2 separate regions of the Mus musculus genome follow, and region 2 is linked to region 1. A link is a contact called in public HiChIP or PLAC-seq data. All regions are on one chromosome and are shown on one strand. The core of a region is the stretch at or near the end of the contact, and the rest is flanking DNA. Distances in the headings are between cores, read along the strand shown. Region 1 has its middle 71 kb from the start of Bmt2. Region 2 has its middle 45 kb from the start of Gm23013.

Region 1 (5,454 bases), core at 846-3,345:
CAGACCAGAACTTGTTTCATATATCTCCACCTCTGTCAAAAATTGGGACCAGTAAAGGAGACACAGCAGGTGCACCAACAAAATGCCTCTGTGAAAGCTCAGAGCTTTCTGCAAGTTGTTGTTAAAGTTGTTTTCAGACTAATTTTGCCATATAATAAATAAATAAATGTCACAGGTTATCCTTCTCTTAGGTAGTCTTCCAGTCAAGTCATCAAACTGCTCACTAGACCTTACATAACTGTTTTCTCTACTTGTAAATTAAGTTCTAAGTTGGAAGGATGAGGATTTACTAAGAGTTTCTTTAAACTAAAGCAGTAGGTTCTAGGTGCTAATCCATGTGTTCTAAAAATTGTTTTTAAACAACAATAATATCGGTAAAAGTAGAAACTTCAGAGGGAGCTATACTGAGATACTTTTTATTTAGATTTGTGCAGCACGAGGAGCCATTTCATACAAGCTTTTCTGTAATATTCAAGAGTATCTTCAAGAACTTCGGTAACTTGGCACTATAAGATAACACAATTTCATAATTTAAAAGCACACTGTGGGAATATTAGAAACAGTTTAAAAAGATTAAGCGATGGGGGAAATCACTATCAGAACCAAGAAATTTCCTTTCCCAAGATCACGAGATAATAAAATCCTAAAGACAGAGAAAGTATGAAGGACAGCCAGAGGTGGCAACGGTACAAAAAGTTGTCACTTTCATAAGCAAAAAAATGTTAGCAATCTGTTAGAATACAGAAATGGCAGTGGCCCCTCCCACAACCCGAAAGATCACACGAAGCTCTGCTAGTTTGCTTCTGTCTCTCCATATGGGAAAATATAAGTAACTGGATAATCTTCAATCAGAAGAAAGCATAAATCCCCAAAGAATAAGTCATCAGAAGACATATAAAGATGCTCAATATGTTCTAAATGGGAATGCAGATATGAAAATACATAGTCAATTTCTTTTTTAGCTGTGTGTAATAGGGTGGAATTAAGCAAAAGCAAACTGGAAAGCAAAAGATCCCAGAGAACATTTTGATGACAAATGGAAATATCTTATTGCATAGCAAGGGCCCTGGAACAGAGCAGAATATGAAACGAAACTAAGAATACTCAGCAAAGCTTCCCAAGGGTACAGCTCTTCCAACGAGAGATTGTTCCCTGGGCTTCCTGGCACATCACACACTGCTATTTTTGCAGGAGTTTTGTGAAATGTCATTAATTTTTAAAAATTTTTATTTATTTTTTACTTTGACAATCTGTTTCTTGGACATCATACTTCTCTTGGGAGATGATACATGATAAGTGGACAGAGCATGTTGGCACATTCGCCCTTAATGTTAATCCCCCACTAGAAATTGGGCTTATTTTTTCCCCAGGCTTTTGGCTCCGGATACTGTCTTTGCAGCCATAGAAAATAATGGCATGTTTCACAGACAGTTGCAAAAGTAAACTTCCTCCAATAACATTCTAGAAACTGGATTACTAAATTAAAAAAAAATGTAATCTAATAAAAGGCATGGTCCAGAAAGACATTTGTTAAATGCATTCATTAATAAAACCACATTTTCCTCACCCCAGAGACCTCATAAATGGTGGTATGGTCTCCATCTAGCCCGCCAAAGTTATTTAATTCGCAATGCAGTTGAAATGGAATGTTCTCTAAATCAGATACATTATGGGGTAAGAGGGCCTTCAGGGAGACTGAGTTTGGAGGCACCAAGAGGAATAGCCTGGGAATCTGATTGCTACTATATAAATTGTTTTGTAGACAATTGAATTTCAAATCTGGACTCAGGATGGCCAGACCTTAACTACAATGTGTTCTGGGAAACTGAGGGATTGGGAAAGAAAAAATGGAGGACTTAGAGGAGGCATTTTAGTAACAAGAAGAGCTTACACACATTTTTTTTTTTTAATCAGCCTGAGGGTGAAGAGGTTCTTTTCTGTCAGCGCTGGGAAGTCACCAGGAGGGCTTCTCACTCTTCCGCCAAGCTCTCCTAGAAATTGCTGCTTTATTTTAGGCCCACAATCCTCTGCAGAGCTCCTGCAGTTCTGTATGTGGTACACCCATCGCACAGAGTGTGCTTTGTTCCTTATCTTTTCAAGGAGCTTAGAGAGAGAGAGAGCGCGTGCAGATTTGGAAGATACATTGTTGCCCTCGGGAAGGCAGTCAGAGCCGCTGATAGCGCTGGAAAATAGAGATGGTGTCCACCAAAGCTGGGGGTGGGCACCCACAGGCTACTCTCCTTAACAACTCTATGGGAACTGGGGCGTTGAGTTCAAATGCAAATACTCTTCCAGACTAGTGCTATTGTTCTGAGCAGTAAACTGCCTTTGTTATCTACCTTTATACACTAGAGCTTGGCAGGCTAACTTAACATGCATTAGCTTATTGCTTTTTTTATTAAAATAAAGGCATCCTATTTTGATTCTGATTGAGATCTAGGCTTATTTTAAATGTAACACCTATTTCTTATGGACAATAGTTTGTTCACTTAAATCCTAAATCATCTGGCATAAGTAACTGGGTGGTTTTCACATATTTTTTTATTTATTTATTTATTTATTGAAAAGAAAGCCAGTAAGATCCAAAAAAAATTTGGTTGGGGAAAATAAAAGACCTTATTTATTTATTTATTTATTTATTTATTGAAAAGAAAGCCAGTAAGATCCAAAAAAAATTTTTGGTTGGGGAAAATAAAAGACCTTAACAACCACAATTAAAAACCAAGTAAAATAGAGGATTGTTCTGAACTGACATGTCTTCAGAAAACTACAAATGGCTAACAAACATAGGTAAGAAGAGTCTGCTGTTTCTAGCTACTAACGAAATATGCATTAGCCCCTCCCCAGTTAGAATGGCTATTAGCAACAAAGGCTAGGGAGGAGATTAACTAGTGTAAATTAGTCCAGGCCTGGGGAACAGTTTGGAGGCTCTTCAAAAGTTAAAAATAGATCTGCCTAATTTGATGTAGTTATCAAACTTATAAATAAAGATCCAGGGGAAATGGCGCCAGCATAGCAATAAGAAAGCTGCTCTCCTGCCTTTATTCTGTCACCAGTCCTGATAAATAATAAATGACATCTAACTAGATCCTCTGTTAGAATTCTGTCTAAGCCCCCGTGTGCCTGACTCACTATAAAAGGAGTTGCTTGCCCACTCCTTGCTCTCTTGCTCCTCCCTTGTCCTTGCTCTTCCCTTCCTGTTCCTGCCTTTCCCCATTCCCTTACCCCCTCTGTCTACCTGCTCATGGCCGGCCTCTACTCCTTTATTTCTCCTCTCTCTCTCTCTCTCTCTCTCTCTCTCTCTCTCTCTCTCTCTCTCTCTCCCTCCTTCCCTCCCTCCCTCCCTCTCTCTCTGCCTCTCTCTGCCTCTACTACCCTCTTAACTCCCCTCTCCATGATCTTAATAAACTCTATTCTATACTACCCGCCATATGGCTGGTCCCTCAGGGGGAAGGCTGCGGTTAGCGTTCTGTCTAAACTCCACCCCACAGTTACCTGGCAACAGCCAGGTGTGCTCCTCCCTACAAATTACCTGGCATCAGTCAGGTAGGCCTGGCCCACTATAAAAGGGACTGCTTGTCCCCCTCCTCTTTCTCTTGCTTTCTTACTCTTTCTTCCCTCTTGATCCTCTCTTGCCCTCGTGGGCTCTTCCCTTCCTGCCTCCTTTCCCCATTCCCTTCCCCCTCTCTCCATGTGATCCTGGCCAGCTTCTACTTCTCTACTCTCTCCCTCTCTCTACCTCTCTCTGCCTCTACTACCCTTTTAACTCCTCTCCCTATGCCCTGAATAAGCTCTATACTATACTTACTATACCATCTTTTGGCTGGTCCCTCAGGGGGAAAGGATGTCTTGGCATGGTCCCGCTGAGGCACCCCTCCCCCTCACCTCACCACAGCCCCATAGAACATATCCCCCCACCTCTTTATCTTTTTATAAACACATCACTCTCAGTCAATGAATAAGGATAATGTGTATATAGATAAACAATACTGTATTAGTCAACCTTAAGGAACCTTGTCATTTGTAGCAGTATGTACTATAACTATAATAAGCCAGACACAGACAGTCATGGATCCCACTTGTTCATATATGGAAGCTAAAATAAAAGGCAACAAGAGTGTTTGGTAGTGATTAGTGTGTGGGAGGGGTCCACTAAGGGGTTGGTAAGTATTTCTCTACACAGTTGTGGAGAGGGAACAAGTCCTGGTGTTTAGTAGCACAGTGAGAAGCTTATTGTTTGTAATAACTTACTGTATATTATGAATACCTGGATGAGAAAAGCTCAAAGACTCCAAATGCAAATTTGAGTGAAATGCAAACCAGGGAAGAGGTGTTTACTTTCATTTGCTTAGTGATTGCAGTATGTATATACCACACTGAATAGTTATATTTGTATAGTTAATGTATTAGTGCACATGTGTGCACATTTGTGTGTGTGTGTGTGTTGCAGGAAGTGGAGTCAGCTCAATATACCATAATGAGAAAATAATAAACTAACGAATATTATGTGGAATTAGGTGTATGCCTTAGAAAAGTCCTTTAAGTGAAGGTTAGAAATTAACTGAGAATGTTGATTTTTATACCATGTGAAAAATGTTTTCAGTATAATGATTCTAAGTTTACATGTGATTCTACTGTTTTTTTAAATGTAGTTTATTGTTTTTCAGTTCTGTATTTGTAGAAGTAAAAAAAAAAAGAAAAGAAAAAAGAAAGAAAGAAACTCTGTGATTTTAAATTTGTGCAGTGACTTGAAGAACAGTCCTACAGTCAGTCCTCTTGATCCAGCAGCTGTTTTGAACTTGCCTTGTTGTTGGGAATTCATTGTTTCACATCATTTCTGATGGGTATCCTGCAGTACAGAAAGACTTAGTCCTGGTTTAGCTTTGCCGAAGGTCCATCCTGATTCTACCTGAAGTCTCAAATGCACTGGACCTGCATTCGATGGCGTTTGAACATTTTATGGTTACCTTTTAATAAATATTTTAGCTTTTGTTGTGAGATCGTGTGTGTTCACACTCATTCACTCTTCTACCTTACAGCTTGCATAGTAAGCCTGTAGAAATCTTTTGTTGTTGAAATGGCTTTCTCTGCAGATGTTCCAAGTTTTGGAATGAATAACATATTTGAATAAGTTCTTAAAAGGATTTGGTAATTGAAGATGTCAAGATAATTATCACTTCATTTTATGGGATTGTCAGATAAATTAGAGTCATCTTTGACACCCAGAGATTACAGAAAACAACTTAGAAAAATCATTTTAAAAGTATGCTTTTATCGATTTCCCTCAATTGGGCTGCCTTATGTAGCCTCAATAGGTGTTTCTAGTCTGACTACTGCGTGATATGCCAAGGTTGGTTATATCCTTGGGAAGTCTCCCCTTTCCTGAGGAGAAGGGAAGGAGGGGTAGGGGAGGGAAGGGGAGGGGAGAAGGAGGGACTAAGAGGAGAGGAAGTC
Region 2 (5,732 bases), core at 192-2,691, 750 kb after region 1:
TCTTTCCCTATCCAATCCTATCATAGTAGGTGCTAAGAACAAATAACTTAAAATATAGCTAAGAATTTTGAGCAACTGGTCTTTTTATTTGCTGTAATTTTAATGTGGTTAAGTTGACATTCTCATATGTGATTATTGGCTACCATATTTTTATTCAAATGTACTTATGCGAATGGCATAAATCTTCTGAAACCATGGGACATTTTTTTAGCCTTCCTTCATGAACTAAAAGTATGTGTTCTTATACTTCTGTTTTAAAATAAATATCGATTCTTTGTGACTTTCTCATCATACACCCTAGTTAAACTGATTTCCCTATTTATCCATATCTGACTTCTGCCCTTACATCTTCACCTGCAAAAGAAAATAAAAACAAAAATTGAAACAAAACAAAACATGTTGGAAACGGACCTGCGGCTCACATGAACTGGGTTTCACCTGAGAGGCAAACCGGGGCTGAAAAGAGAGGGGAACTAGGCAGTCAAGAGAAAAATGGAGCTAAGTTCCATTTATTCCTGACCAAGGCTTAAAAGTTTAATGGCAAATGCGCTTATAAAGGAGTGGGGGAGTCTCATTCCCACCAATTCATTTTGGAGCCCAGCTGCAGGTGACAATGTGCAGGATAGGGTGTAGTCTCAGGAATAGCTCCCAGGACTCCCAGCAGGTAGCAGTATCTTGAAGAGGAACAGCAACAGTGGCTGAACAATAGAGTGATCTAGGGAGGAAAGCTCCACCCTAGGTAATCTCCTTAGTGGCAGCAAAGTCAAGGTGTGGCTCAGCCTGCTTCAGGCTGGGGGAAGGTTACAAAAACATGTCTGACCTTGGAAGCTGCAGTGTGTTACACTGTGTCACAGTATACATTTTTGCCCAAACAACTTTGCCTGTCAATGTTCATTGTAATGAGTTATTGACCTGGTTCGAGACCTCTGGCTTCTATCAATACTATCAATACTGGATCCTTACCAGGACTTCTCTTGAATATCCTGTTGTTGTCTCATGTCATAGAGATCCTTAGGTTTTGGTTCTATATATCCAGCCCCTTCATGTATTCCAGCAGTTCAGAGATGAGATAGATGTTGGGGTGGACAAACTTAAAGTCCTGGATCTGGGCCTGGGTGGTAGTTGAGTTGGTCAGTCCATCAGTTGTTCTCTACCTGTATCATCTGGGTCATTTCTTCCACATCAATTCCACCAGGGTCAGCTCCCCAGTTCTCATGCCCTAGGGCCTGTCTGTCTGTGCCCATACCACCAGGATCAACTCTTATCTTAGAGATGCCCAGGTGAAGTGAGGGGCCTGATCTCCCAAATGCTGCAACTGGTGAAGAGCAAGGCCAGTTCTCTTGCACCAATCAGGACATGGTTGGGGCTAGCTCTCTTGAACCCAGCCACCAGGGTTAGCACTACTGTGCTGCTCAGGCAGAGGGACAGGACCAGCTGTCTAATACCCATGCCCTTGGGGCAGGCTCCCTGGAGGAATACCGTCCATCACAGGCAGCTCTACTGTGCAGTCAGGGCAAGGAGTTTTCCTAGCTTTGTGCATCCCTCAGACATCAATATGGCACCAGGTTGCAGTGACATCTGTGCGATGACAACTTGGTCCACAGAAATCAACACAGCATTTAATAAGTTTGTTTTTCTTTCAAGTTTGGTTTGGTTCCTAGAATGCACATGGTAGCTAACAGCTATAACTCCAGTCCTAGTGGGTACCACACCCTCTTCCTGCCTCAGTGAGCTTCTGCATGAACATTATGTATATAAGCACATATTATAAAATAAAAAGTAATAGTTTTTAAAACATAAAAAATATCTAATAATACCATTATCACAAATCAAATGAAGTAATAAAATTTATTATGTAATACTTTTTTTCTAAATTTTCTTGTTATCAAATTCATCTTCTTATAGTTTGATTTGAAAACTTTCAGCAAGATACAGCAAGATAGCAACTGCATTTGCCTCATATGACTCGTTTTGTTTTGTTTTGTTTTGTTTGTTTTGTTTTGTTTTGTTTTTCCAGACAGGGTTATAGCCTGTATAGCCCTGGCTGTCCTGAAACTCACTTTGAAGACCAGGCTGGCCTCGACTCAGAAATCTATCTGTCTCTGCCTCCCGAGTGCTGGGATTAAAGGCATGTGCCACCATACCCAGCTCTCATATGACTCTTAAAATGTCTTTTAAAAAATAGTGTAATGAGCCTCCATTTTTTAAAAAAATTAAAGCCCACAATACAATAATTTAAACACTGGGTACTATCTTGTACAATAGATTTCTAGGTTGAAAGTAGTAGAATATATTTTTATAACATATCAACGTGCATAATTGAATTACTCATCAGTAATTCCCCATTTCTTCTTTCTCTCTGGTATGATTTGGTTCCATGTGTTTGACTCTCAAATATATATTAGAAATGAGGCTATGTAATTTATTCTTTTATTACTATCTTATTCCAGTAAGAGGGTCTTAGATTTTCAAACATATTATACAACACATGACAAAATTTTTTTCTTCTCTTCAATGAATGATATTTTTTGCAAGATGCCTTCTGTATTTATCAGTGGATAGTTGACTGAATGATTATGGTGCTAGCTCTGGTACCCAGAGGTTCATGCATGCTGTGCGCAGGCTTTTCAGTGAGCTGTATTCCCTTCATACCCTTTATTTAATGATATACATCTCTCAAAGTAACTCAGTTGTGTGTGTTTAAGGGTCTGGATACTGAGTTTGATTAGTGATGTTCTTTTTGTGCTATTTAATGTTTGCCTTTTCTATCTTCTCCATTATTTGAAGTGTCTGCTACAGGCAATTTTGTTCTACTCCACACCTCCTTCAGCAGGTCTTCCTCACTGTGGCTCTCTGGAAGATGTTCAAGTTCTGCTCCATAAATTAAGCCTCTGAAATCGAAACAACTCAGAGCCTTTGAAGCTCACTGAGGAGTTAACTGTGAAAATGGAGTACTGTGAAGGCTTTTCAAAATATATTCACTGTAAGAAGAGATTAGTCTTCCAAGTATAACCTCTGTTTCATTTATAAGACTTGCATAGTTCTAGAGAAAAAAAAATGGATTGAGACACCACTAGTGTTTTAACAAGTGTCACACTCATAATGTTTCTCAACCACTACCACATCCTTTACTTCAAACATGACTTTGTTACCTCAACTGCTGCATGATAACTTCTACGAGGAGAAGGAATGACAATATTAGGAGTTTTACTTTTTATAATACAGAATCATTAACATTTATGGAATGGTCCTATGCGTAGGAAACTAGATATTTGTTTGGATTATCCACTTCAGACAACATTTACAATAAACCTATGAGTGGATTACCAACATGTCCATTTTACAAATGGACAAACTGAAGTACAAAGCTATTAAGACTTGCTTGGGGCCGGGGAGATGTCTCAGTTAGTAGAGTGCTGGCATTGTAGCACAAGGGTGATAGATTTTGATGGCCAAAACTCATGTTAAATTAAAAGTGGGAAAAAGCATTCTTTGTGGTATTCGCTTATATTCCCAGCACTGAGTAGACAATATAGATAGAATTTGGGAGGCTCAGTTGCCTCCCACATTCAAAGCCAGTGAGAGACTGTCTTAAAAACTAAAGAAAAGAGAGAGTGATATGGTTTATTAGGTAAAGGCACCTTCCACGAAGCTTCATAACCTATGCTTGGTCCCTGGGACCCACATGGTGAATGGAAAGAACTGTCATCTTTCTGTTATCTTTATGTTATCCACACATTTAACAGCTGCCCTCCGTAATAACCAACGATAACTAGGTCACACATGTACAAATCTGCAGAAGACCCCCTAAATAAACATAGGGGATTCACCATTTTAAGATCTATTCCCACTGACTCCTAACATCTTTGCATGTAATAATGCTTTCTGCTTGTTTGCTTGCTTGCTTTGATTTTGTTTTTAAATTTTGTGTATGTAAGAGTTGCCTAGTGCTTATTTAGGAACGCATTGTAAAGCAGCCTTTCCTCGCAGTGTCTGAACCAGTTGGTCTGATTTGTTGCTCTTGAGACAGCCTTTCTAAGGGTTGCCAAGATGCGGTGATCTGTGATTGTCTTGTGAGCCGCAGCTATAGGTCTGAAAATATGAGCTTGTATAGTACATGTGTGTCAACAATCTCAGTACTATTCTGTCTTCATTAGCTTTTACAATTGGACTCACCACAACTAGCTACAGCATAATATTGATCATATCATAGTACAAACTCACTCTAGAACTGGTAGATGATATAATCTCATTGCTAAAATCTTGGCATTATAAAGACCTGAATTTCCTTCTTGTTGTTTTTACAAAACAGGTCCGAGGCATTGCAAATGTTGATCCTTTTTTGACTCTAACACCCGCCTATAAAATAAGGAAGTTATACTGTCAATCACAGAGCTGCTGCAAAGATTATAGAGATCAAGTATGGAACTGGTCCAGGAAGTATTTTATTTGGTACCTTAGACTCACATGATAGGCTGGTGCATGTCCTGACCGTGACAGTCCAGACTGTGTTGCAAATGTCTGTTGACCTTGGTGTGTTTTTGACCAGTAATAAAGTACAAAAGTTTTACAGAATTTTTTTCAGAAATTATCAGTACATTTCCTTTGATAATTTGCTGTAAGTAGAGAAAATGCAGGTTTGCAAAGAGCTTTGAAGATATGCAGGGAAAAATATAAAATCACCTAGCCTCCCACTGTGTGACAGGACTTAGAAGACTTTTTTTTTTTAAGTTCATCTGAATTGAAGCAAATTTTTGCAGTGGCTGAATTCCCTTTGTCACCTGTATGTATCATTACAATCCAGTGCTGCTGCACCTCACCAAAGACCATTTTAGTATTTATGTTTTAAAATAACTCTAGTTAGGAAAATTGACTCAAGTGATATGTGGAAGAAATAATTGAATGGTTAGTAATACCGTCTTGCAGCCAAGAGTTCTAGCATTTTGGCAGACTATGGGCATTTTCCTGTGTTGTCTTATATCATGAAATGAAACAGGAATGCAGGATTTTTGTGCATTCTATTCCTCTGAGTTTGTACTGCACTGCCCTCTGGAGGACAGAACTTGCCTTAGCATATGTACTGTAATTTTAGGAAAAATTTACACTCTACAGAGGTAAACTGCATGAATGCATGATTCATGATACTAGCATCAAAATGCAAAATAAATCTTTTCTATAAGATTATAATATTTAATTTGAATTACTGAGAATGAATGAGTAGCATTCACACTGACTATTTTAGCTTTAAGTATTTACTTTTCTCCTTTGGTTGGCCTTTTAAGTTTAAATATTTTAGATATCTTACAGTGAAATTATGAAATATGAAATTTTAATATTTGCTTCACTGACGTTGAGTTTTGTCCTTTTATTGTGAATATATGTGGGATTCTCCATTTAGGGAACAATCAATTTTAAATTCACTTGCTTTTCTACACACATTCAAATATTAATCATTTACCACACATTTTATTCAAAGTACACAGTGTATGTATGTCCTTAACAATGGACAGATGGGCATTGGTTAAGTTATAAAAATAATTTGTGAGAATATTTCTGAAGGAAATACATGCATTGAGTTGGAAAGAAGCATGGGGTGTGCTTTAGACAGATCTTAGTGTAATGCCCATGTTACACATTGAATGTTGATTTATTTTAATGAGCATTGCAGAAATGGATTCTGGTTGACCCTGTGACACAGATCTCATGAAAATGGAAGTTAGTGGCTCATCGTC

What was found. HiChIP or PLAC-seq counts read pairs in DNA pulled down with a chosen protein or histone mark.
Region 2: an H3K27ac HiChIP or PLAC-seq map of embryonic stem cells shows a contact between it and region 1, with 4 times the contacts expected there. The contact joins two enhancer-like sites. A contact is called at or near these places in 2 of 15 datasets of contacts at CTCF or cohesin (the NIH/3T3 cell line and pro-B cells), 26 of 484 Hi-C or Micro-C datasets (the 3T3-L1 cell line, 3T3-L1-derived adipocytes, the AtT-20 cell line and 14 more) and 3 of 115 datasets of contacts at active chromatin or transcription factors (embryonic stem cells and fibro-adipogenic progenitors).

The regions. Positions count from the first base shown.
Region 1 is chr6:13,745,991-13,751,444 of GRCm38.p6, forward strand. No RefSeq gene overlaps it. Among named protein-coding and RNA genes, the nearest start is that of Bmt2, 71 kb to the left of the region's middle. Within about 2 kb of position 2,096, at least 27 of the 459 cell types and tissues checked have an H3K27ac peak or open chromatin away from gene starts, as enhancers often do. A contact at or near this core is called in embryonic stem cells, where this site is marked.
Region 2 is chr6:14,499,375-14,505,106 of GRCm38.p6, forward strand. No RefSeq gene overlaps it. Among named protein-coding and RNA genes, the nearest start is that of Gm23013, 45 kb to the left of the region's middle. Within about 2 kb of position 1,442, at least 8 of the 459 cell types and tissues checked have an H3K27ac peak or open chromatin away from gene starts, as enhancers often do. A contact at or near this core is called in embryonic stem cells, where this site is marked.